7 separate regions of the Mus musculus genome follow, and all the other regions are linked to region 3. A link is a contact called in public HiChIP or PLAC-seq and promoter capture Hi-C data. All regions are on one chromosome and are shown on one strand. Each heading gives the region's core, a stretch centred on a gene start, on an enhancer-like site or on the middle of the called end of the contact. The rest is flanking DNA. Distances are from core to core; before and after follow the strand shown.

Evidence for each region. Promoter capture Hi-C pulls out the DNA fragments that hold promoters and counts their contacts. HiChIP or PLAC-seq counts read pairs in DNA pulled down with a chosen protein or histone mark. Capture Hi-C pulls out chosen DNA fragments and counts their contacts.
Region 1: a contact with region 3 is called in an H3K27ac HiChIP or PLAC-seq map of extraembryonic endoderm stem cells, with 16 times the contacts expected there. The contact joins the promoter of Fam131a here to the promoter of Trmt2a in region 3. A contact is called at or near these places in 7 of 39 promoter capture datasets (the C10 cell line, cranial neural crest, frontonasal cranial neural crest and 4 more), 1 of 484 Hi-C or Micro-C datasets (embryonic stem cells), 6 of 115 datasets of contacts at active chromatin or transcription factors (differentiating embryonic stem cells, embryonic forebrain, embryonic stem cells and 3 more) and 1 of 9 other capture datasets (liver).
Region 2: a promoter capture Hi-C map of pre-B cells shows a contact between it and region 3, with 13 times the contacts expected there. The contact joins the promoter of Eif2b5 here to the promoter of Trmt2a in region 3. A contact is called at or near these places in 4 of 39 promoter capture datasets (the C10 cell line, hippocampal neurons, liver and 1 more), 2 of 115 datasets of contacts at active chromatin or transcription factors (astrocytes and large pre-B cells) and 2 of 9 other capture datasets (adipose tissue and liver).
Region 4: a promoter capture Hi-C map of liver shows a contact between it and region 3, with 8 times the contacts expected there. The contact joins the promoter of Ece2 here to the promoter of Trmt2a in region 3. A contact is called at or near these places in 7 of 39 promoter capture datasets (cranial neural crest, hippocampal neurons, liver and 3 more), 1 of 115 datasets of contacts at active chromatin or transcription factors (embryonic forebrain) and 2 of 9 other capture datasets (adipose tissue and liver).
Region 5: a contact with region 3 is called in an H3K4me3 HiChIP or PLAC-seq map of pro-B cells, with 6 times the contacts expected there. The contact joins the promoter of Dvl3 here to the promoter of Trmt2a in region 3. A contact is called at or near these places in 6 of 39 promoter capture datasets (the C10 cell line, cranial neural crest, frontonasal cranial neural crest and 3 more), 4 of 115 datasets of contacts at active chromatin or transcription factors (astrocytes, embryonic hindbrain, large pre-B cells and 1 more) and 2 of 9 other capture datasets (adipose tissue and liver).
Region 6: a contact with region 3 is called in a promoter capture Hi-C map of hippocampal neurons, with 7 times the contacts expected there. The contact joins the promoter of Chrd here to the promoter of Trmt2a in region 3. A contact is called at or near these places in 2 of 39 promoter capture datasets (hippocampal neurons and liver) and 2 of 9 other capture datasets (adipose tissue and liver).
Region 7: a contact with region 3 is called in a promoter capture Hi-C map of adipose tissue, with 2.4 times the contacts expected there. The contact joins the promoter of Cebpd here to the promoter of Trmt2a in region 3. A contact is called at or near these places in 1 of 39 promoter capture datasets (liver) and 2 of 9 other capture datasets (adipose tissue and liver).

Annotation. Positions count from the first base shown.
Region 1 is chr16:20,693,447-20,696,588 of GRCm38.p6, forward strand. It overlaps Fam131a (family with sequence similarity 131, member A), which reads left to right and starts at 1,611. Exons shown (of 6, transcript NM_133778.2): 1 at 1,611-1,731; 2 at 2,293-2,435. The coding sequence starts at 1,644.
Region 2 is chr16:20,497,396-20,500,711 of GRCm38.p6, forward strand. Eif2b5 (eukaryotic translation initiation factor 2B, subunit 5 epsilon) reads left to right here and starts at 1,422. Exons shown (of 16, transcript NM_172265.2): 1 at 1,422-1,701; 2 at 2,790-2,914. The coding sequence starts at 1,519.
Region 3 is chr16:18,247,501-18,250,589 of GRCm38.p6, forward strand. Trmt2a (TRM2 tRNA methyltransferase 2A) reads left to right here and starts at 1,383. Exons shown (of 12, transcript NM_001080999.2): 1 at 1,383-1,751; 2 at 1,986-2,533; 3 at 2,954-3,062. The coding sequence starts at 1,731. It overlaps Ranbp1 (RAN binding protein 1), which reads right to left and starts at 1,194. Exons shown (of 6, transcript NM_011239.2): 1 at 1,048-1,194. The coding sequence starts at 1,062.
Region 4 is chr16:20,628,356-20,631,397 of GRCm38.p6, forward strand. It overlaps Ece2 (endothelin converting enzyme 2), which reads left to right and starts at 1,496. Exons shown (of 19, transcript NM_139293.2): 1 at 1,496-1,692; 2 at 1,997-2,083; 3 at 2,426-2,555; 4 at 2,742-2,957. The coding sequence starts at 1,654. It overlaps Eef1akmt4-ece2 (Eef1akmt4-Ece2 readthrough), which reads left to right. Exons shown (of 20, transcript NM_177941.1): 3 at 1,997-2,083; 4 at 2,426-2,555; 5 at 2,742-2,957.
Region 5 is chr16:20,515,549-20,518,649 of GRCm38.p6, forward strand. It overlaps Dvl3 (dishevelled segment polarity protein 3), which reads left to right and starts at 1,438. Exons shown (of 15, transcript NM_007889.3): 1 at 1,438-1,807. The coding sequence starts at 1,647. Gm16618 (predicted gene, 16618) reads right to left here and starts at 2,232. Exons shown (of 3, transcript NR_167658.1): 1 at 2,091-2,232.
Region 6 is chr16:20,731,640-20,734,942 of GRCm38.p6, forward strand. Chrd (chordin) reads left to right here and starts at 1,488. Exons shown (of 23, transcript NM_009893.2): 1 at 1,488-1,656; 2 at 1,892-1,995; 3 at 2,368-2,497; 4 at 2,634-2,762; 5 at 2,848-2,947; 6 at 3,047-3,134. The coding sequence starts at 1,509. It also overlaps a transcript of Thpo not described here.
Region 7 is chr16:15,885,715-15,888,759 of GRCm38.p6, forward strand. It overlaps Cebpd (CCAAT/enhancer binding protein (C/EBP), delta), which reads left to right and starts at 1,572. Exons shown (of 1, transcript NM_007679.4): 1 at 1,572-3,045. The coding sequence starts at 1,611. The coding sequence ends at 2,417.

The sequences.
Region 1 (3,142 bases), core at 361-2,860, 2.4 Mb after region 3:
TGGCTCTCGGCGCTCAGCCGGTCAGGGTAAGAGGTGGAGGCCGGAGCATGGATAGGGAGTCGGGCTACATAGCTGCCAGGTGGGGCCGTGGGTGGTAGGGGCGGTGAGGAGGGGGCTGGTATAAGGAGAGGGAGGAGCCTGCGTCAGGAAGGCGGGTTGGGCCAGAGGAGCGTACGGCGAGGGGGCTAGCCGACTCTGACTTGTTCCTGTGGCCTGCCTGCTACTGGGATTTTCCGTGGTGTACTCACCTTCTGCCTTTTGCCTGTATTCCTGCTGCTGAGAGTGGCTGCGGGGGCACAGCCTGGGAGCCGCAGGCCAACCTGCGGCCCCCACCTTCCCGGGCTCCAGGCAACTAGCCTTTTGTATATACATACTTCATTGCCTACACCTACCTCTCTGATCTCAGTGTCTTAGGAGTGGCTCTTTGCTGTGAACCTGCCTCTCCTACCTGGGTGCTCTCATCCTCAGGAGTCAGTTTGCAAATGCTGGCCAAGTACCCCACCGAACGCTAGTTTTTGCCTAACACTTGCTCAGAGCGTCTCCCAGCTGGTTGATTAAAGGGTCGGAAGCCCCAGGTGGAGCATCTGTGAGCAAATTGATAACCTCTCACGCTCACAGATAATTTTATTCCTATTACCCCCCCCCCAAACAAAACAAAACAAACAAACAAAACAAATCACACTTATTCCGAGCAGAAAAAGTCCAGGTCTTCCTATAGCCGCTGAGCCCTGCTCAGGCCTTCTTTTCCATGAAAACATGTATGTGGTCGGGGGCGGTGGGGTGAGGAGAGAAGCACTTTAGCTCTAGGTCAGCCAGCCTACCTCCTGTGTCAAGGAATTAGTTCGGAATGGGTCCTGGGATCTCCAAGCAGGTGGTCAATCACACAAAGCATTAGTATGGTTGATGTTTGAGGTCTTTTACAAGTAAACTCTGGCTGAAATGTGGACTTCCCTTAAATTCTGGGATTTGTAGTCCCAGAAATAACCTCGTGGGTTATGAATTTAAGAAGTGGCAAGGCAGCCGGGCGTGGTGGCGCACGCCTTTAGTCCCAGCACTCTGGAGGCAGAGGCAGGTGGATTTCTGAGGCCAGCCTGGTCTACAAAGTGAGTTCCAGGACAGCCAGGGCTACACAGAGAAACCCTGTCTCGAAAAAAAAAAAAAAAGAAGAAGTGGCAGGGCGCTCTGACTCCTGGTCTGCACGGAGTTCAGGAAGTCATCCTCTCCTGTAGTCAGGGAAGAGTGTGACTGACCTCAGGACTGGCCTTGAGTACCAGGTAGGCGTCTGGCATAGCCAGTAACCTGTTTTCTTTCTGGTTGGTAGCATTTCTGGGGACCACCAACTGGCTGAGGCCCAGGGACAGAGACGTCTGCTCCAGCTAAAAGGTTAGTTGTGATGTACGTGGCCAGTTGGCACTGTGTAAGCTAAGATGAGCCTCAGCCCCACAAGCCAGAGAACTTGGCGAGGTCCCTGGCACTCCCACTTCCTCAAAGCTATGAGACAGGAGTGTTCTCCTTATGTGACTAGGCATAAGTTCCAAGTGGGGAGGGGACTGGCTCAGCATCCGGAGCCAAAACAAGAATAGAACTGGGAGCTGGGCCTGAAGCAGTTCAGGCTTTGGGCTCTCTGCATCAACACAGCCAGCATGCCTATGATTTCTGTGCTGGGCAAAATGTTTCTGTGGCAGCGCGAAGGGCCTGGAGGACGATGGACTTGTCAGACAAGTCGCAGAGGTGAGAGCAGAGATCATGGATGTGATCTGGGAAGCGATGGGAAACTGAGCAAAAAGGAACACCAGGTGTGGAGAGGAAACTCTCTCTGGTTTAGATATTGGGAAGCAGACTGAAAGGGAGAGACTCGGGTTGGGGCCATTAGGTAATGACTTACAAGGGTGAAACTTAGAAAAATCATGGGTTTGTTGGGAGTGATAGCCCAGTTGAGATTGGTGAGAGGAAAGAATCCTGGGGAGAAGGAGAGTGAGAGGGGGCCAGTGCTGGTGGGCAAATTTCATGCACTTTTCAAGGGTTGAGATGCGGGCGGAGAGGTCAGGGGTTACTCATATTTGGGTATGAGTAACGTAAGTTCTGATGGCAAAATAGTTGTAGAGGAAGGTGTCCTTAGGGATGCCACAGTCAGTTGTGGGATAGGGGGTTTCAGGAGAGTTATGTGCGTGAACTCAGATTGTCTGCGAGATGGGGGAGGGGTAATAAAAAATGACACGGCAGCACGGTGAAAATGGCAGTCTTGGTAGAAGTGGGAATGCAGATGAACACCGTTCCCTCCCGACTCCTCAGTGGCTTCGGACCCTGCCTGGGCTGTGGAGTGGATCGAACTCCCTCGAGGTCTCTCTCTGTCCTCCCTGGGATCTGCTCGAACTCTCCGAGGCTGGAGTCGGTCCCCCCGTCCTTCTTCCGTGGACAGCCAGGACTTGCCAGAGGTGCTGCGCCTTTTCTGTGCATGTTTGGCGGCGGGGGGTGGGGGTGGGGGTGGCGTTCACATTGAGGGTTCGTGTGACCCCTCCCCGTTCCTGCCTCACCATCCTGCTTCGGGCTCTTTTTTCCTGCTAGCGGAGGCGCTATCCGGCAGGCCGCCCCCGCGCCGGTCTGCTCTGCTCGGCGTGGTGCCAGCGGGCTGGCTTGCTAGCGCCTTCGGTGCTGACGTCAGCGCATCCCAGGCCGTATCCCGGGAGACCCTGTTGCATGGTGATGGGTTGCCAGGGAGATATACACCTTTTTCTTTGGGCCAGGGCCGCAGCTGCGCGGAGCGTCGCTGGGCATGGATGGCCCCGGCTGGGGGAAGAGAGGGGAGGGAGGGAGAGCCGGCCAGGAAACACCCGCCAGGTTCCCCTTCCCACAGGCCTGGCCAGAGGCTATCGGCGCCAATCTGGAGGCCCTGTCAGTCAGGTACTGAAGGAGAGGGACGGAGGATGGGCCTGAGGTCAAGGGGCAGGTGGAGGCCGCTTGTGCCAATTGGAACCAACCATAATGGAGGAGAATTAGGTAATGCTGGGAAGGGGGTGTGTGCTTCAGTTATATTCAGCATAGGAAAACATTTGCTGGGGCTTATCAAGGGACCGTTAAGTCAGGTACAGGATGGAGTTAGGAGTCCATATGGATTTAACTCTGACCCTGCCATCTCCTGCTT
Region 2 (3,316 bases), core at 172-2,671, 2.2 Mb after region 3:
TGACAGAATTACGCCCAGCCTGCGTGCCATTGCTTCCTCCGCCTTAAGCTTGATTTATAAACTGCGGCCACGGCTTCTTTTACCAAAACCTGCTGCTCCACTTCAGTCTAGCCTGAAAAGCTTGCTACTACGCCCCAGTCCTACCCAGTTTACTCCTGCTCTTAGATCCAGCCTCATCTGGGATAACGCTTGTGGAACTGAAAGACCCACAACGTGAGGACTCCCCCACGTTCTGACTCAGGAGAGGCGACACCCCAAAATCACCAACGAGAAACGGTCTTGCTGCAAATTGCAAGAGGATTTTTATTCAAGAGCGCTCTCGGGCCCACGGTCATACACCACGCAGGGGTAGAGGACTGTGGCGCCCCGAGTAGCTGGATAAGGGGGTATTTAAAGGAAGGAACCACAACTCAAGGAGGTGGGAAGGGCGTTGTTGGAAAATACCAAAAATACCAGTTAAGAGTCACAAGGAAGTACAGAGTCACAGGTGTCACAAGGAATACCTGGTAATTGTTAACTCTCAAGACAGTTTCTAAGAGCCCCTAACGATAGCACATTTGCATTGCAGGTTCCAGCAATGGTCAGAGTGGGTCAGGGTGACTTTCTTTGAATTAACACTCTTTGAACCCAGGAAGCCGGTGGGTGGAGGAATGTCGCTATCTGTTTTATGATTAGCATACCTTGGAGCACTGAGTTTACTACTCTTTCAGAACCATGGGAGTCAGATGAGCTCCAGCAGCAGTTTTTCCACTCACTAGTTGGGCGTGCTCCCTTGGTTCCGATTTGAGGGTTTAAGAAATGCCTGTCGCTCTAGGTCGTATTTCTGGCAAGGGGGGAGGGAGCACCCATAATAGGTGTGTGTTCAGTAAAAATCTACAGCCTGCCTCCATGTCCAGTATTTGTGCAGATCGTGGTTTCCCTCCCAAAGATGCCAGATCCCCTTAGATTACTAGACTGCAAGTGGGGAGCTTCATTTTATATTTAGATTTATGTGGATGAGTGTTTTCCACAGGCATCCAGTGCCCGGTCGAAAGTGTGTCGGACACCCTGGAATTGCAATTGTGAATAGTTGCTTGCTACCACGTGAGCGCCAGGCGCAGAACGTGGATCCTCTGCAAGAGCAGTAAGTGCTCTTAACTGTTGAGTGATCTCTCCAATCCCTGAGAACTACAAATTTTATCCTACTCTGGGCAGAGGAGCTGTAGGCTCCTGCCCAGCGATCACAAGCCTATCCAGCTCGCTGCCTTCTTAGCTTGTCCAATCCAACAGCACTCACTGACTAAGTAGACAACGGTGGGATCTCACCCCTCTGGGGTGCATACACCTCCCAGTAGCACCTACTGCGGTCAGCCACGCCCTGGTCTTGCACGGGGTGGGTGGGGTCTGCTGGTACACACATGCGCATTCCTTCCTCTTTCTCTCCCTGCAACTACACCTTCGCGTTTTGACTGTGAGTCCTTTTTGTCCCCTACTGCGTGCCGTGTGACTTCCCGGCGGACGTGCTGGCTGCGAAGCAAGATGGCAGCCACTGCGGCGGTGCCTGGCGCTGCGGCCGGCCGAGCGAGCAAACGCGGCGGCGGCGGCTCGGGCGGCGGGGGAACCCAAGGTGCGGAGGAGGAGCCGCCGCCGCCCCTCCAGGCAGTTCTAGTGGCCGATAGCTTCAACCGCCGCTTCTTCCCCATCTCCAAGGACCAGCCTCGGGTGAGCACCCGGCTCGCGAGCAGTCTGCCGGCCTCGAGGGTAGCGGGGCCGCAGGTTGCCACTGCAGCTGGTTAGTGAAGCGTGCTCTGGAAGTTACCCTCAAGTTGAGCTTATCTGGTTAGGAAAAGGTGGAGAGACCGACTGAAACCTCGGAGGCTGTCCGATCAGATGAGTAACTAGCACACATGGATTCTCGCAGGGCTATACACCCAGCCTTGGGAAGGATGGAGAGGGCTGTGTGTAGAATCAATGCTTGAAAGAAGGCTTCCCCGGGGGATTTAGTAGCACAAGAGGGGCCTCCACTGTCTTTAACCTTGCAGGACATGGGCAATTTAAAGAAATTGCTTTAGATAAAGGCAATGGTAATATATTCCTAAAGGAAAAAAGGCTAGCTCTCAGCAGGCTGTTTTCCTCCCATCTGCTGAAAGGGGACCCCAGTGGGTTGCCATCAGTCTAGGAATTACCTAGACATAGGAAATAGGCATTGCGCTTGCAGACTACTGGGTCGCTCAGCAATCCATAGTTCATTCAAATAGGGATTTGCCTTTGACTTAAGAATTCCTAATAGCCGGGCGTGGTGGCGCACGCCTTTAATCCCAGCACTCGGGAGGCAGAGGCAGGCGGATTTCTGAGTTCGAGGCCAGCCTGGTCTACAAAGTGAGGTCCAGGACAGCCAGGACTATACAGAGAAACCCTGTCTCAAAAAACCACAAAAAAAAAAAAAAAAAAAAAAGAATTCCTAAGGCTAACGACTGTTCATTTTTGACAAGTGTTTGAATGATTTCTGTGACTCTTAGTGGCAATAGAACAATAGAAGGAAATTCTATGAAGAAGACCTTAGTGCTTAGAGTTCTAGAGCTATGACTTAGGGCCAACATTTGTCCTTAATGCCAGCACTGGGCTCCTAGAACATGTTTGTGTCTGATACCATGCCTACTAGGCTCAAATTCCAGAGCCTTAGACTGACCCTTAGAGCCTGTTTGCTTTAGAATAAAAGGATAAAGTCGATTATAGTGTCTGCAAACCAAAGTATACCAAAGTATAATCCTGACTTGAAGATCTCAGACTTTTTCTTTCCTGCCCTATAGGTCCTCTTGCCCCTGGCCAACGTTGCGCTAATTGACTATACTCTGGAGTTCCTGACTGCCACGGGTGTACAGGAAACATTTGTCTTTTGCTGCTGGAAAGCTGCTCAGATCAAAGAACACTTACAGTAAGGCTTCATAATTTTTCCTTTCCAGGATTCTCCGTCTTTTTTCAGTTCTTCCAGGATAGAGTTGATGTGAGGAGGAGAACACTGAATCTGTTCTGAGCTCCTGTGAGGTTTAGTGTTCTCGTCACGTGTCCCGAGGTAAACTGCTGCAGCTTCCTTTGCCTTGAGGTCCCAGGGACCAAAATTAAAGGCTTGCCTGTGATTTTGAGTCTTTCTTTCTTTTTTTAATATATATTTTTTATTACGTATTTTCCTCAATTACATTTCCAATGCTATCCCAAAAGTCCTCCATACCCTGCCCCCCACTTCCCTACCCACCCACTCCCACTTTTTGGCCCTGGCGTTCCCCTGTACTGGGGCATATAAAGTTTGCAAGTCCAATGGGCCTCTCTTTCCAGTGAT
Region 3 (3,089 bases), core at 133-2,632:
ATCTGGAAAATGCCTCCCCAAATTGGAAATTAAGCCTTTGGTTTTATCTTTCACATCATCTGATTGTATTTACAACCAGCATCACAAAAAAAAAAAAAAAAATCACAGGATATCATGAAACAAGACTGTGTATTTTGACACTCCTACACACTCAAACATCAATGGGTTACACACACCCAAGTCCTTGGCAAAGTAGCTTGGGAGAAACTTCCTCTTCTGTTAAAAAAAAAAATACCCACCATGAAAAAGAACATGATATACTCAAAAGGAAGAGCAGCCGTAACAGTTTTTACTGAGGGTTATCCAAGCACTTGTTAGTTTACAATCCCTCCAGCAATAATACCCAAGCTTGAAATTTTAAGCCGAAAGAAGCTAGGAAAAGTATGACAAATAAGCTCTAAGATTCTGACTCAACTTGGAGAATTACAAGGACATGCATGTTTAAATCTGACAAGATCACGTGCTTTGATAATATAGAGAAATCCCAGACTCACTACCTAACTCAACAGGATAAAGAAACAGAAACCTTTCGTTCGGTTTCTCAGCACTGCGGCTAAGCTGCGGCCGACACACGAGCCACCAACAAAGCCGCCCCCGCCCAGAGTCCGCGCGTCTAATATCTGTACCCTGCGCTGGGACGCGAGCTTTCCCCACCGAAGGCGCAATGTCCTAATGAATGAAGGGGTCTGCGTGCAACTGGAAGGAGGATTGCCGCCCCTAATGGGAAGATCACAAGTGGGCCACGACGGAGGAGATCGGCCACCTCCAGGTCCCCAGGTGAAGCCGGGAGCCCAGTTTGGGCATGGCTGTTCATCCGCAGACCACAAGGTCACGCGCCGCCCTGTAGACCCCGAGATCGGAGTCTTGGCCAGCAGCTCCCACTCGCGGACCCCCAAAGACCTCGAGCACCCCAGGCCCAGGCGCCTCGACAGGCCCCGAACCCGCAAGCCAGCGAGGGTTGGAGGCCGAGGCGCGGGCCGCCCACGTGGCCGCCCATAGCGGCCCTTGCCTCTCCGGCTGCCCTGCCCCACCCGGGCCTCGCTGTACCTTGGCGGCCGCCATGGGGGCGCGGCGACGGTGGCTCGACTAGCTCAGGCGTCGCTGGCTCGGCGGCCTCTGGGCGGCTAGTCGCAGCTCCTTTCCTCCGCGTCTGGCGCCGGCGCTCCCGCCCGTCCGCTCTTCCCTCCGCCCCCCGACCCGAACCCTGACCCCTGACCCCAGCGGCGGGAAACGCGCAGTGATTCAAAACCAGTGTAGCTTTATTGGCTCCGACAGCGGACATTCATTGTCCGGCCCGCCCCGCGCTTCCCGCCAAAACGCCCGCGGCGCATGCCCGGCCGCGCCTCAGCCCGGGGAGCGCGCTCTCCCGGCGACCCACGCGCGCACTTCCGCCTGCAGGCTGAGTGCCTCCGACGCTGGCGTGAGCGGCTGCTGGAAGGATCAGTCGGGACTCGGCGCGCGGCGGTGACGTCATCGGAACCAAGCCCTTAGAGAGAGGAGACGCAGCTAGTGTGCGCTGGCCAGCCGAAGGCAGGCGCAGCGTGTGGCCCTTGGGGACAGTGCATCCGCAAACCTCAGTCCCAGCTCTGAGCACCCGAGTTTTGAGTCCCTGTGTGGAGCTGCGGTCTACCTTCACGGCGGCGTACCTCGTATCTGCGCCCTTGTTGGGTGGGAGGCCGAGCCGGTGGTCCTCGTGAGCACCCTGGTCCGGGCAACAGACGAGCCAGGAGATGAGTGAGCCGGCCGCGGAAGTAAAGCAAAGGGAGACGTGCAGGAGATGTGGACGGGGTGGGCGGAGGTGGGTTGGGGCAGCAGTCATTACTGTCGGATCAAAGATAGGATGGGGGAGAATTGGGTCTCGAGAGTAAAAGAACGGGTTTCTCCAGGGCTTCGTGGAGTGTGCACTAATGGAGATCTGTCAGCGGTTTGGGGGAGCGAGTCATACCAATTAGAGCCTTCAGCCAGGCCCGTCTGTTCCCACGTAGGTTCCGGAGCCCATGGAGGACTGCGGCCAGGATGCCAGTGCTGTACCCAGCTCTGCGGCCCCACTATGTCAAAAAGAGGAAGCAGGGCCTGGGCCAGCTGCAGGGCCTGGAACGCAGCCTGGGCTCTACAGCTACATAAGGGATGACTTGTTCACATCAGAAATCTTTAAACTGGAGCTCCAAAATGTACCTCGCCACGCCAGCTTCAGTGACGTCCGGCGTTTTCTAGGCCGTTTTGGTCTACAGTCCCACAAAATCAAACTCTTTGGACAGCCACCATGTGCCTTTGTAACATTCCGAAGCGCTGCTGAACGAGACAAGGCCTTGCGAGTGCTGCACGGTGCTCTCTGGAAAGGCTGTCCGCTCAGCGTACGCCTGGCCCGACCCAAGGCTGACCCCATGGCTAGGAAGAGGCGGCAAGAAGGTGATAGTGAGCCATCAGTAACACAAATTGCCGATGTGGTGACCCCTCTGTGGACAGTGCCCTACACTGAGCAGCTGGAGCAGAAGCGACTGGAATGTGAGCGGGTGCTACAGAAACTGGCCAAGTGAGTGTGGTGCTGACATCCCAAGCAGAGCTGGGTTTTGCTCTTGGCCTGGTCCATTAGCCATGTAAGCAATTCAAGATACACACAGAGTTTATGTCAATGGTTCTGTACCATTGGTGGGAACCAGTGGGTCACCAGACTTTCAGAGGGGTTGCCTAAGACCATCAGAAAACACATTTACATCATGATTCACAACATTAGCAGATTACAACTACAAAATTAAAAAATGTTATGGTCGGGGATCACAACATGATTACAGGATCACAGGCACCATTAGGAAGGTTGAGAACCACCAGTCTGAAGTGGTCAACGAAAGAACTCATAAGGCCCACAACAGAGGGATAGTGAGGTCGCAAATGAATTGCCCAGTATGGATGGGGAACAGTGTTAAATCCAACCATGATGTATTTCATCCTGCAGAGAAATTGGGAACACTAATCGTGCCCTGCTACCCTGGCTGCTTTTACAGAGACAACAGCACAATAAAGCTTGTTGCCCCCTGGAGGGGGTCAAGCCATCACCCCAGCAGGTCAGAGAAATCCCATTCTGTGTGTAT
Region 4 (3,042 bases), core at 246-2,745, 2.4 Mb after region 3:
GAAAACCAGATTGACTCACAATACACTCTTTATGTGCAGTTACTGTTCTTTTTAATTACGGAAACACAAGTTGAGCTAGATACCTTTTTTTTTTTTTTTTGCTGTTGTTTGTTTTGAGACAGGGTTTCTCTGTGTACCCTTGGGTCCTCTGAAACTCACTTTGTAGGCCAGGCTGGCCTTGAACTCAGAGATCCAACTGCCTCTGCCTCCCCAGTGCTAGAATTAAAGGAGTGTGCCACCACTGCCTAAATACTACTCTTATTTCCATTTTACAGATGGGGAAACTGAGTCTAAACCCAGAATTGTTCATCCTAACAGTGACACTGTGCTCTGTCTTGTTTGAGAACATGCAATTTGGGGATGGAACAGTTCCTAAGAAAGCAGTCTAGCACTTCTCAGCCAAATCCATTCATCTTGCATCGTTTCTCAGTCTCAAGAATAGCCCACGCTAGCACCACTTGCAATAAGATGTCTGAGAACTTAGGTGTGAATCAATAAATGAGTATCCATTGCCACTCACTACTTAAGGCTGCCTCAGATCACGGTTTGGTATTCTCCTGGTTAGGGAGAGGAAGAGGAGGCAATGCTTTGGTGTCCCCGTTCCCTCCGCAGCACTGTAAAAAACATGAGGCACTCCTTGGCGCAACAGACTGTAACACTCGCCTGCCTGTTTAAGGAATGACAATATGGAAGGCAGATGGTGATGCATGGATACCACACTGTTGCGTTTCAGTTAAATATTGCTTGGTGATTTTTTTTTTCCCTCTTGTAAACCTCCCAAATAAAATCGCTTGCCTTCCTGAGTTGGAAGTGTTAGCATGTCTTTTCTTTAAATATCTGTGCATGGCTGTTTTTTTCCCTGCCAATTTGTCACCATCTGTAACCCTCCCTTTATGAGATGATCCGATGACGGCAATTATCTTGGAGAGTGAAAGTGCCATCTTGAAGCAATGTGTAAGAGCGGCATTAGTGTGAGCTGTGTGTATAGTGCATGCTGCCGTAACACTTGGTATGTGCTTGTGTGTATCCCCAATGACAGTGGGCTTTTCTGTATATACATTGTGAAAATTCAGAATAGTTGCTTTAGAGTTTCTTTGTGCTTGGAGCCTTGTGCTGTTGTAGATATCCTATGGACACCTGTATAGAGGTGAACTGCCTGTGGTTTCCTGCTGTAAAAAAAAAAAAAAAAAAAAAAGACCCTGCAGACATTCTGCTAGGTAAAGGGGTTCCTCTCTGGGACATAACTCCTCTATGGTGTTTAAAAGTATTGAAGGCCTGAAATTTGGAAAGTCCGGGTTAAAAAAAAAAATTAGCAATGATTGGGCCTCAACCAAATGGAAGCAAATTATGGGTGGCTTGCCTGAGGGGCTCTCAGGCTTGATGGAGAGCAGCGGTTGCGCGGAACGTGGTCTGGGCGCGGATGCTGGCGGGGAGCCGCGCGCGCTCCGCCCCTCCCCCTCGCTCCCACCCCCGGGCGCGCCGCTGGGTCGGGGAGACCTGAGAAAGCCGGGCCGCCGCGGCCAAGCCAGGGGCTGCAGCAGTGACTGTGATGGAGGGCAGCGGCGGGGTTCAGCGGGTGGCCTGGGCCGTAGTTCCTGGGCGGGTCAACCTCGCCCAGCCCTAAGGCGCGGCCCGGCCTTGCTCCACTCCACCATGAACGTCGCGCTGCACGAGTTGGGTGGCGGAGGCAGTGTGAGTGATGGCCCTGGACTCCAGGGGAGAGGACCCGGGTGGAGAGGGCACAAAGTGTGGAGGGGCGGGTGTGAGTGAACTGGCAGCGTCTGGCTGGGACCCCGGCTTGCCTCGGTGATGGCGCTTCTTCTGCGGGTTGGAGAGGGATGGTGTCAGAGGGGACCCTAGTCTGAGAGTCTGACACCCGGGGAAGGTCCCTCTGTGCATGAAAGGAGGAAGCCGGTCCAGCGAGGGACACCCGAGCAGGGCCTTGGGCAGAAGGCCTAGCTGCCCAACCTCAGTTGGTGCTCCGAACTGTTTGCAGATGGTGGAGTACAAACGTGCTAAGCTTCGGGATGAAGAATCACCAGAGATTACAGTTGAAGGCAGGGCCACCCGGGACTCACTGGAGGTGGGCAAAGGGGTTCCCCTTTTCTCATCAGGCCTCACCTTTGGCATGATGCCTGCCTGCAGTAACCATGTGGCTGTTCTAGTGGGTCGCTTGTCCTGGTTTCCACTCCATCTCTGGCCTCTGCGCCAGGACTGTAGTGAGGCATTTCAAAGCCATGACGTTGCACAAAACAGGCTCCACCTGCCTCTTTGCTTTTGGGCCCGAAGTTAACCCCCACTCGCTATTTGCTCCATCACTCTGGAAACTGGCTGTACCTTCTTCATATCTTTATTTTCTGGGAGGACTTCTGCGATATTGGGTCCTTGCGATGCAACTCAATTGCGCCTGTCCTGTGTTCCCCAGGTGGGATTCCAGAAGAGGACAAGACAACTGTTTGGTTCACACACACAGTTGGAGCTGGTCTTGGCAGGCCTCATTCTAGTGTTGGCTGCCCTTCTTTTGGGCTGCCTCGTGGCTCTGTGGGTCCACAGAGGTAGGTGGGTTCACACCTGTTGGCAGCCCTCACAGCTAAGGGGGGCCAAAACCTGAAAGTCCTCTCAATATTTTTCTTTTTGGGGCTAGCCTTTCCAACTTCCTGCTGTCATCGGCTTCTCAAAAGGTTTTGCTTCTTCCACCCCGATTGATAGTCTCCTGCCTTCTGCCATGTCTCTTGCCACAGACCCAGCCCATAGCACCTGCGTCACAGAAGCCTGCATTCGAGTAGCTGGAAAAATCCTGGAGTCTCTAGACCGTGGGGTGAGCCCCTGTCAGGACTTTTACCAGTTCTCCTGTGGAGGCTGGATTCGAAGAAACCCTCTACCCAATGGACGTTCTCGCTGGAACACCTTCAACAGCCTCTGGGACCAGAACCAGGCCATACTGAAGCACCTACTTGGTGAGTGAAGACTGTCAATCGAAAGCTTCCTGTCTGACACATGGTCCAGCACTTAGTAGGTACTCAATAAATATTCACAAGTTCA
Region 5 (3,101 bases), core at 188-2,687, 2.3 Mb after region 3:
CATCACTGTCTTCAGACATACCAGAAGAGGGCATTAGATCCCATTACAGATGGTTGTTAGCCACCATGTGGTTGCTGGGAATTGAACTCAGGACCTCTGGAAGAGGTCTTAACCACTTAGTTCTCTCTCCAGCTCCTGTGACTCTAATTCCAAGAGACTGACACCCTCTCCTGGTCATCTCAGATACCTATAATCTGTGCAGGGGGTAAAAACAAACCTTGAAAAGTTTTAATGCATTTTATTTATGCACAGACATTATTTGGAGAAAAAGATTAAATGAAGGATATAAACTGAAAACATGTAACTGCTACTGAATGCTTTCTGCTTATAATAAAAAAATTGGTTATGATGTAATGAGAAAAAGTCTAGAGAGGTATATAGATGTCAGATTATTAAGGGCCTTGTGTGTCATGTTGAGGGTATATGAAAGTCATATTGGGTAATGTGAAGAGGTTTCTGGGCAGAAGAGGTGACTGAAATGCAGGCATGTAATCAGAGAGAGAACTCAGAAGCTTGAGGCAGGAGAATTGTCAGGAGTTTCAAAGCCACACCTGACATACATTGTTACAGCTGAGAAGCTGAACCACCAACTGACTATAGGTAGTTTTGACATCTACTGTCCCAATCATACAGGGTTTCTCTGTTTAGCCCTGGCTGTTCTGGAACTTGCTCTGTAGACTGGCTGGCCTCCAACTCAGAGATTTGCCTACCTATCCAGTGTTTGGACTAAAGTAATGTTCCACCACACCTGGCTGCTTGCATTCTTTCTTAACTCAAATTTTTTCTTTTCTCTTTCTTTTGTCCTTTTTTTCCTCTTCTTTTCCTTTCTTTCTTTCTTTCTTTTTCTTCTCTGTATTTCTCCCTCTCTCTAAGAGAGGAGTTCCCTCCATAGTCCTGCTGTCCTGAAGCTCTCTGTAGGCCAGGCTGGCTTAAACTCACTGAAAGACACCTGCCTCTCTCTCCTGAGTGCTGGAATTAAAGGTAAGCGCTACCACACCCACTCAGTCCATTTCTCAAACTACTTGTTCATAGAGACGCTGAGATTATAGGGATAAAAACTTGAACTTGCTCAGCCCTCAAGGAACTCAGTACGGTCCGGTGGCAGCAACTGTGCTGTCAGCAGAATCCAAAAATCCGAGTTGAAGCCACCCGGCATCCAGGGATCCAGTTAGGTCTTCAAATCCATTCTCTTCTGCAGTCGGTGACACTTCTCTTCCATCCCTCCCCTCCTGCCCGGGACCCTGCACACGGTTCCGCCAGTCCCACCGGGCTGAGACTTCCAGGTCCAGCTGCCTGAACCCGGAGCACAGGGGACCCAGCGCCGCCCTGTGGGTGGGCGGGCAGTCGGCCGCAAGCAGCCAGCGCGGCTCGGAGGCGGGGCGGGGCCGCACTGGGCTCGGCCCAGAGCCGGGAGGGCCCAGGCCACCGGAAGAGTCGCGATCGCCAGCGGAGCGCCGGGAGTGGGGAGCGGAAGCGGTGGCGGGCGGCGCTGGGACCCGGGAGCGGCCGGAGAACAAGGGAGCTGGCGGCCCGGCCGGCGGCTGAGTGGGGCTGAGCAGCGGGCCGCGCCGAGCGCCGAGCTCTGCCGGAGAGGCCCGGCCCCGCTGCCCAAGCAGGCCGCGCGCCGCGGGGCCGAGGCCGGAGCCATGGGCGAGACCAAGATCATCTACCACCTGGACGGCCAGGAGACGCCGTACCTGGTGAAGCTGCCCCTGCCCGCCGAGCGCGTCACCTTGGCGGACTTTAAGGGCGTTCTGCAGCGGCCCAGCTATAAGTTCTTCTTCAAGTCTATGGACGACGATTTTGGGTGAGGATGGCCCCCGCCCCGCCTCCCGGGAGCCCGGGTCGCTCCGCTGCTAGGGGCCAACACAGCCAGTTCCGACTCCCCTGACTGCACTGGTTTCTAGCCCCGCTTCCAGCAAGGGAGCGACTCGGTGACTTGGGACACACTTGACTTTGAGGGACTCCCAGTCACCTCTTGGAGGCCTTGCCCCCCTGGTCCAGCGAGACGTCCCTCCCTAAGCAATCGGTTCCTACCATTCAAGCCCCCTCACCTCCCCACGGTCCAGCGGCCCCCCCCAGAGACATACATCCTTTCCACTCCAGTCCAAAGCCAGAATTCTCAGTCCTTCCAGGTGCCACCATTTAAGCATAAAGTTGGAGTATATTGACACCCGGCCTGCCTTCCCGGTCTTCTGAGCTCTGCAACTCAGAGCCTTATTTGGAGTGTGCTGTATCTAGGGCTGTAGCTGGTGGGACTTTGAACTGGAGAAGGAGGCGTTGGGGGCTGTTCTACCAGGCTGGATGATGGACCTGATGTTTGTCAAGCAGATTCCCCTCTCCCCTGGGCCGATGGGGTGTTGCCTGACTCAGAGGAGTTCTCACTAGCCAGGTGCTGGGGCCTTTTCTTTCCTGATGGTAGTCCCAGCAGAGATGTTGCATAGGGCTTCAGAGCCTGGATGGGAAGACTAGGAAGGGCCTATTGATGTTCTCTCTTGTCTTCCCCTCCCTACCCTGCTGCAGGGCTTTTGATGGGCAGTTTGGAAGCTGGGACTGCCCCTTTAAGAGAGGTTGGAATGTTGGAGCCTGAGGGTTTTGTAGCAGCTGGCCTGAGAGGGGGGTGGAGGGGGAAGACACACACACACACACACACACACACACACACACACACCCCTCTCCAAGGGGCTGAGGCTTGCCTACATTAACTGGACGGTCGGCCTAGAGGCTATGGAGAACACACACACACACAAACACCCTACCCCTCCCTGGGCCCTTCAAGGCCTGAAGGTCCCTCTGATGCACTTGCCTGAGGCCTGCACTGTGCTTGCAGCTGAGGCCCCAGAGCTGGGTGAGGGGAGATATCCCACCACCACCCCCAACCCCCCGCCCCCTGTGTACATTAGTCTGGCTTCTCTCCCAAGGCCTGCCCTCCCAGCCCCAGGAGGCAAGCACCTTCTGTCTCCTGCCGGACTTATTTGTCATTTTCTACCCCTGGAACTCAGCATTCGATGAATTCTTAGAAGTGTTTGTGTGTGTGTGTGTTGGAGAGTGGAGAATAGATCTATTACTGATTCTGTTCTTGCCCTGGGATGAGACTCTTG
Region 6 (3,303 bases), core at 238-2,737, 2.5 Mb after region 3:
AGACAGACAGACAGATTGACTGGGCTCAGTCTTTCTACTAGGGGTACAGGGACCTGGAGCGCTAAACCCCCTCAGCTCTGTGGGCAAGCCTGCCCTTGATTGCTCAATGATCCTCTTCTAGTCCTACCACTATACATGTGACAAGAGAAATAACCAGGCCCATCTGTCCCTGTCTTAGGAAGGACAGCTGCCGAGCCTCCCCCACAAATACCTCTTTGCTGGCTCCTCTCTTCCTTTGGCCCTGGCTCTAGCTCCTGTGCTTTCTCCCCAGTCCCTGTCTCCCCACAGTCTCTGTCCTCAGGGACCTTGTGGCCTGACCCTGTCCTCTCTCCCTTGTCTTCCTCAGGCTTTCTCTGCGCCTCAGAGAGGATGGGCTATCTACTGAGGCGTATGGCCTGGATCCCGGAATTCTCCAGTTGAATAAGAGATGCCTTCTAAGATTAGGAAGCCTAGTGCTGGGATAGTGGGAAGAACGGTGCGCGCGCGCGCGCGCGCGCGCGCGCGTGTGTGTGTGTGTGTGTGTGTGTGTGTGTGTGTGTGTGTGTGTGTAGGATGGGGAGGCTTGTCTAGAAAAGCAGGACAAAGGAGGTGGGGACTGAGCTGGAGAGGAAGAGGGTCATCTCTTGGATGAAGGAAAAGCATGAGAGAGCCAGAGGTGGTAGTTGGATGGACTTGAGAGCAGGTTGGGGTGCTGGTGAATTATGACTCCACTCAGGGAAGCACTGCTTGATTCTGGGAAGCACAGGCTAGGTTCCTGTCCCTGGGAAGTGAAGAAAGAGGAGAGACCTTAGAAGGGAAATAGGAATACAGCCAGAGTGAAAGGAAGGGGGTGCTGTGGGTCCTAGGTAGGGGTGGATCGGTGTCATTTTCAAAGACAAGTCCTCATCCTCCAGCGGCCCATCTCGTTCAAGAGTGCCACAGGCCCGAGGCTCAGCCTCTGCCCTTCACTAGCCTGAGCCTCTGGTCTTGGGGTGGACACCACCTCCAGGGGTGGTCGCAAGGAGCGTGTGTGGGGGTGTCGAGGCCCGCCTCTCCTCTCCCTCTTTGCGCCCCCTAGTTCCTCCCTTCCCCCTACCCACTCCGCTCCCCCCTCCTCCAGTCCCTCCCTCCTCCCCTGCCGGGTCCCAGCCTGTCCCCCTCCCCCACTCGCGATCCGGCCGCTGCTGCTGGGCCGGACCCCCCGGGCTCAGCCGGGCTCCTTGTGGAGCCGCCGCCGCGCCCCGTTTGCTGAAGAGGAGGCCCCGGGCCCGGACGCCTGGCGCGGGCATAAAACGGGCCAGAGCCGGCGCCTAGGGCACTAAAGTGGAGTACGGCCCGGGTCAGCGCCCCTCCGCCCGCTCTCTCCCGCCCCGCCCGGCCGGGAGCCGACCAGGCGACTGTGAGACGAGCCCCTCGCCACTGCCCCCCTCCTGGCCCCGGCCCCCTCCTGCCGGCCCGCCTCCGGTCCGGCCCTACTCCCTCTCCTGCTCCCTCCTCCCGCCCGCCTCCCCAGCTGTCTGCTCCGCGTCATGCCGAGCCTCCCGGCCCCGCCGGCCCCGCGGCTGCTCCTCGGGCTGCTGCTGCTCGGCTCGCGGCCGGCCAGTGGCACTGGCCCTGAGCCCCCAGCACTGCCCATCCGTTCCGAGAAGGAGCCGCTGCCTGTCCGGGGAGCGGCAGGTAGGTGGGCTCCAGGGGGAGGTGCGGGAGGGGAGTCTGACTCCTGGCAAGTCTACATCCACAGGGAGAGGGCCCCGGGCGCAGGTGGCTTCGCGCAGCGGGAGGGTGGGAGGGGAAAGCAGAGGCGGCGAGGTGCACGGTGCCAAGGGACCATGGGCCTGGCGGGCAGAGCCCGGAGCAGGCATTACGGCACGAGCAACCGGACAGCGGCCGCCAGCCAAGCCCGTCCCCGCAGGCTGCTCCTTCGGCGGGAAGGTCTATGCCTTGGACGAGACGTGGCACCCGGACCTGGGGGAGCCTTTTGGGGTGATGCGCTGCGTGCTGTGCGCCTGTGAAGCGGTGAGTGGATAACGCAGCTGCCTGCCCTACTCTAGAGGGTAGCGGAACGCTGGTGTCCTAAGTAGTAGACTCGGAGATGCTCAGGGGAAGGCTGGTCCGCAAATCGGAGGAAACCGCTTTCAAGTCTGCGGTGTTGACAGTTATTGATCGCCCACAATGTGACTGGCTTTTAGCCAACTTCCCCCCTCCCGTTACAGTATTGCTAGATAAATGACATTATTAGTTCTACTTTGCAGACAGGGACGCCGAGGCTCAGAGAAGTTAAGAAACTTTGGACGGGCCATGTAACTTGTAAATAGCAGAATTGACTGTCTGCAGCCCTGGGGTCTGATGGTTTCATTCCCTTAATTTTCCTATGTTCTCTGCCATCAGCCTCAGTGGGCTCGCCGTGGGAGGGGTCCTGGCAGGGTCAGCTGCAAGAACATCAAACCTCAGTGCCCCACCCTGGCCTGCAGGCAGCCGCGCCAGCTGCCAGGACACTGCTGCCAGACCTGCCCGCAGGGTGAGGCCCGCTGTGCCCGGAGTTAGGAGGGTGGAAGGCTCTACACTAGGTCCTGTACGACTTGCATCGCGGAGGAGGACTGGTCCTCCTGGTACCTTTCTGAAGCCAGCCGTCTTATTCCTTACCCCGGATGCAGAGCGCAGCAATCTAGATCCACAGCCCGCTGGCCTGGTCTTCGAGTATCCAAGGGATCCAGAGCATCGCAGTTACAGTGATCGAGGGGAACCCGGCGTTGGGGAGCGGACCCGTGCTGATGGCCACACAGGTAGGCTGGGGTGGAGGTGGGCCTGATGAAGTTTGAGTCCCGCGGCAAGGCTTGACAGTGCTCAGGCCATCTTCTCTTCTCGAAGACTTTGTGGCGCTGCTGACAGGACCGAGGTCGCAGGCGGTAGCTCGTGCTCGAGTCTCTTTGCTGCGCTCAAGTTTACGCTTCTCTGTCTCCTACCAGCGGTGAGACCGGGAAAAGGGCAAGGACTAGGAGTAGTAAAGGGGGCAATAAAGAGGAGCCTGTAGGCTATAGATCCAGTCTCACTGGACCTCTCTTCACAGGCTGGACCGTCCCAGCAGGGTTCGTTTCACAGATCCCACAGGCAACATCCTGTTTGAACACCCTGCAACCCCCACCCAGGATGGCCTGGTGAGATGATGCCATTTAAGAGTGCTTATCCAAAATCGGCACTTGCTGAGAGCATGCTTTGCATTGCCTCCTTTGGTTCTCACAACAGCCCAGTGGGAGAAAGGCCCTGACATTATGATGCCCATTTTACAGAGGAGGGAACTGAGGCTCAGAATAGCAGAATGTGATT
Region 7 (3,045 bases), core at 322-2,821, 2.4 Mb before region 3:
GTCACAGGGGCTAAACTTTAACAGCTCTCAAATGTCACACTATATTCATGCTTTGTTGTTCTGTCATGTTGCCTTTCTCCATTTCTGGAAAATTGAAAAGTACGCACTGGTTGGCGGGTTTCTGAATACACAGAGCTTTCAGGTGCGGCCCAATAGTGGCCACGGTAGCCTGTCCTTCTGAGACATTCTAATTGGCCCCGCTGTCTTGTAAACACAACTTTTCATAAACGTAGTGAGTGGACCCAGGTATCAAAACAAGCATGTTGTCTCACTGAAAACAGCCTCGGAATGTGGTCTCTCTGAGGGATAAACACGTGTTCTCTAATCATGCTTCTATGGCATCCAGGGCTAAGAACCACGAACGTCTCCTAGGGTTTTCCTGTGCATGCATATCACATGTGCGCTGGCTTTAACCCCAGAGGCAATTAGTTACAATAGCAACATCATATGCCATTTATAAACATCACTGATCATTATGAAATTCCAAGGCTGTGTTTACCTTTTTTTTCCAAAAAAAGCCATTAAATATTCCACAGCCCCTCATTAGGATTTTCCTCAGGAACTGAAGGTAGGAGCTAGGCTGCTCTGTGTAAATCAGCTGATGTTTGTTGTCAGAACACCTGGTGAATCGGAATGAATTAGGGGAGGGATATGAGGGACACATCTGAATTTGGACAGATGATTTTCTTGACTTTTGCTTGAGACAGGCCATCAGGCACTTGAACTCCTGGGGTTCAACTACCCACCTAGCCTATCAGGTTTGAGTAGCTGGGGTTGAAATTTCTCTTCATCTTTTCACGAATTTTGAAGAGCTGGCAACTTAACACCTCTTTGTGAGTACTGATGTAAATCTTAGCTTTCTCTCAGCAAGCCACAATTTCAGAATAATATCCCTTTTGGGTACAATTTGCAAGAAAAAGAAACAGCAAGATGCTATGCTACCACCAGGTGGCACAGCTTTAATAACCAAGAAGAAATGCCAGAGCACCCAAGATCCGCTGTCAGGTGCGGAGAAACGCACCGCGGTTAGGGTGGCCATCACTCTTCCGTTGGCTTTGTGGTCAGCGGGGAGCCCGGTTGATCTGTCCGTCTATCAGGCTCTGTTGCTGAACCTAACCTCGACGGCAGCTGGGCCTGGGCACTCCGAGAGGTGTAGCTGGAGAGGGTTCGAATTTCAGGAGGCTCCCACTGGCTGCGCTCACTCTGGACCGCCGGAGGCTGAGGCCCGGGTCCGCGAACCACGGTTCACTAGTTCTGGTCTCGTGGCGGAGGTGCCAGGACTCGAGCTGCGGAGCCTTGATCCCTGTTCCGCCTTTGCTATGTCTGAAGGCGTCCTGCTTTGCGCGTGTCGGGGCCAAATCCAGATTTTCATTTCGCTCCAGGCTTGGACGGCTAAGTAGGTCCAAACCGCACAAACAGGAAGGAGGGAAGGCAAGGAGTGCGGGCAGAGGGCGGGTCGTTCCCAGCAGCACCCCAGTCCCTCCCCGCTCCGGTCTCCGACCCACTGGGGCCGGGGCGGGGCGTGCGCGTCAGCTGGGGCTAGAAAAGGCGGCGGTCCGGCCCGGCGAGGTGACAGCCCAACTTGGACGCCAGGTCCGGCCGACGCCGCCATGAGCGCCGCGCTTTTCAGCCTGGACAGCCCGGTGCGCGGCACACCCTGGCCCACAGAACCCGCGGCCTTCTACGAGCCAGGCAGGGTGGACAAGCCCGGCCGAGGGCCCGAGCCAGGGGATCTGGGGGAGCTGGGCTCCACGACTCCTGCCATGTACGACGACGAGAGCGCCATCGACTTCAGCGCCTACATTGACTCCATGGCCGCCGTGCCCACCCTAGAGCTGTGCCACGACGAACTCTTCGCCGACCTCTTCAACAGCAACCACAAAGCGGCCGGCGCGGGCGGCCTGGAGCTGCTGCAGGGCGGCCCTACGCGACCCCCGGGTGTGGGGTCTGTCGCTAGGGGGCCGCTCAAGCGCGAACCCGACTGGGGCGACGGCGACGCGCCGGGCTCCCTGCTGCCGGCGCAAGTGGCGGTGTGCGCGCAGACAGTGGTGAGCTTGGCGGCCGCGGCTCAGCCCACTCCACCCACTTCGCCGGAGCCTCCTCGAGGCAGCCCGGGGCCGAGCCTCGCGCCCGGCACAGTCCGAGAAAAGGGCGCGGGCAAGAGGGGTCCGGACCGCGGCAGCCCGGAGTACCGGCAGCGGCGCGAGCGCAACAACATCGCTGTGCGCAAGAGCCGCGACAAGGCCAAGCGCCGCAACCAGGAGATGCAGCAGAAGCTGGTGGAGTTGTCGGCCGAGAACGAGAAGCTGCATCAGCGCGTGGAGCAGCTCACCCGGGACCTGGCTGGCCTCCGGCAGTTCTTCAAAAAACTGCCCAGCCCGCCTTTCCTGCCGCCCACCGGCGCCGACTGCCGGTAACGCGCGGCGTGGGCCTTTGAGACTCTGAACGACCTATACCTCAGACCCCGACAGCGGGGAGCAGACGCCGCCCGAATCGCTAGTTTCTTTGGGACCTGCGAGCGACAGGAAGCTGCAGCTTGGGCACTGGACTGCGAGAGAAGCTATATTAATCTTTCCCCTTAAATTATTTTTTATAATGGTAGCATTTTCTACGTCTTATTACCATTGCAGCTAAGGTACATTTGTAGAAAAGACATTTCCGACAGACTTTTGTAGATAAGAGGAAGAGACTGCGCATGCTTTTTATATTCATTTTTACAGTATTTGTAAGAATAAAGAAGCATTTAAATCGCTGCAGCTTCCTATGTTCATTCTCTCCCGCACACAACATACTGAGACTTCACCAGGGAAAAGCAAGCACCTGGGAGCCACCCGACCAGGTGCGTTGCCCACACGGGGTAAGGAGATGGACGCGTTTCCTCGCGGTCTCTATTGCCCGCGGAAGGAACACGGGAAAGCATGACTAATTCATGTGTGTGATCCCAGAGTAGGCTGACCTGGGGCGGAGAACAGTTGGCCTAACTTTTAGGTGGTTGCCGAAGGGTGAGGGGGTGGAAGAGAGCTGGGAGTCTGAAACTTGATTCCT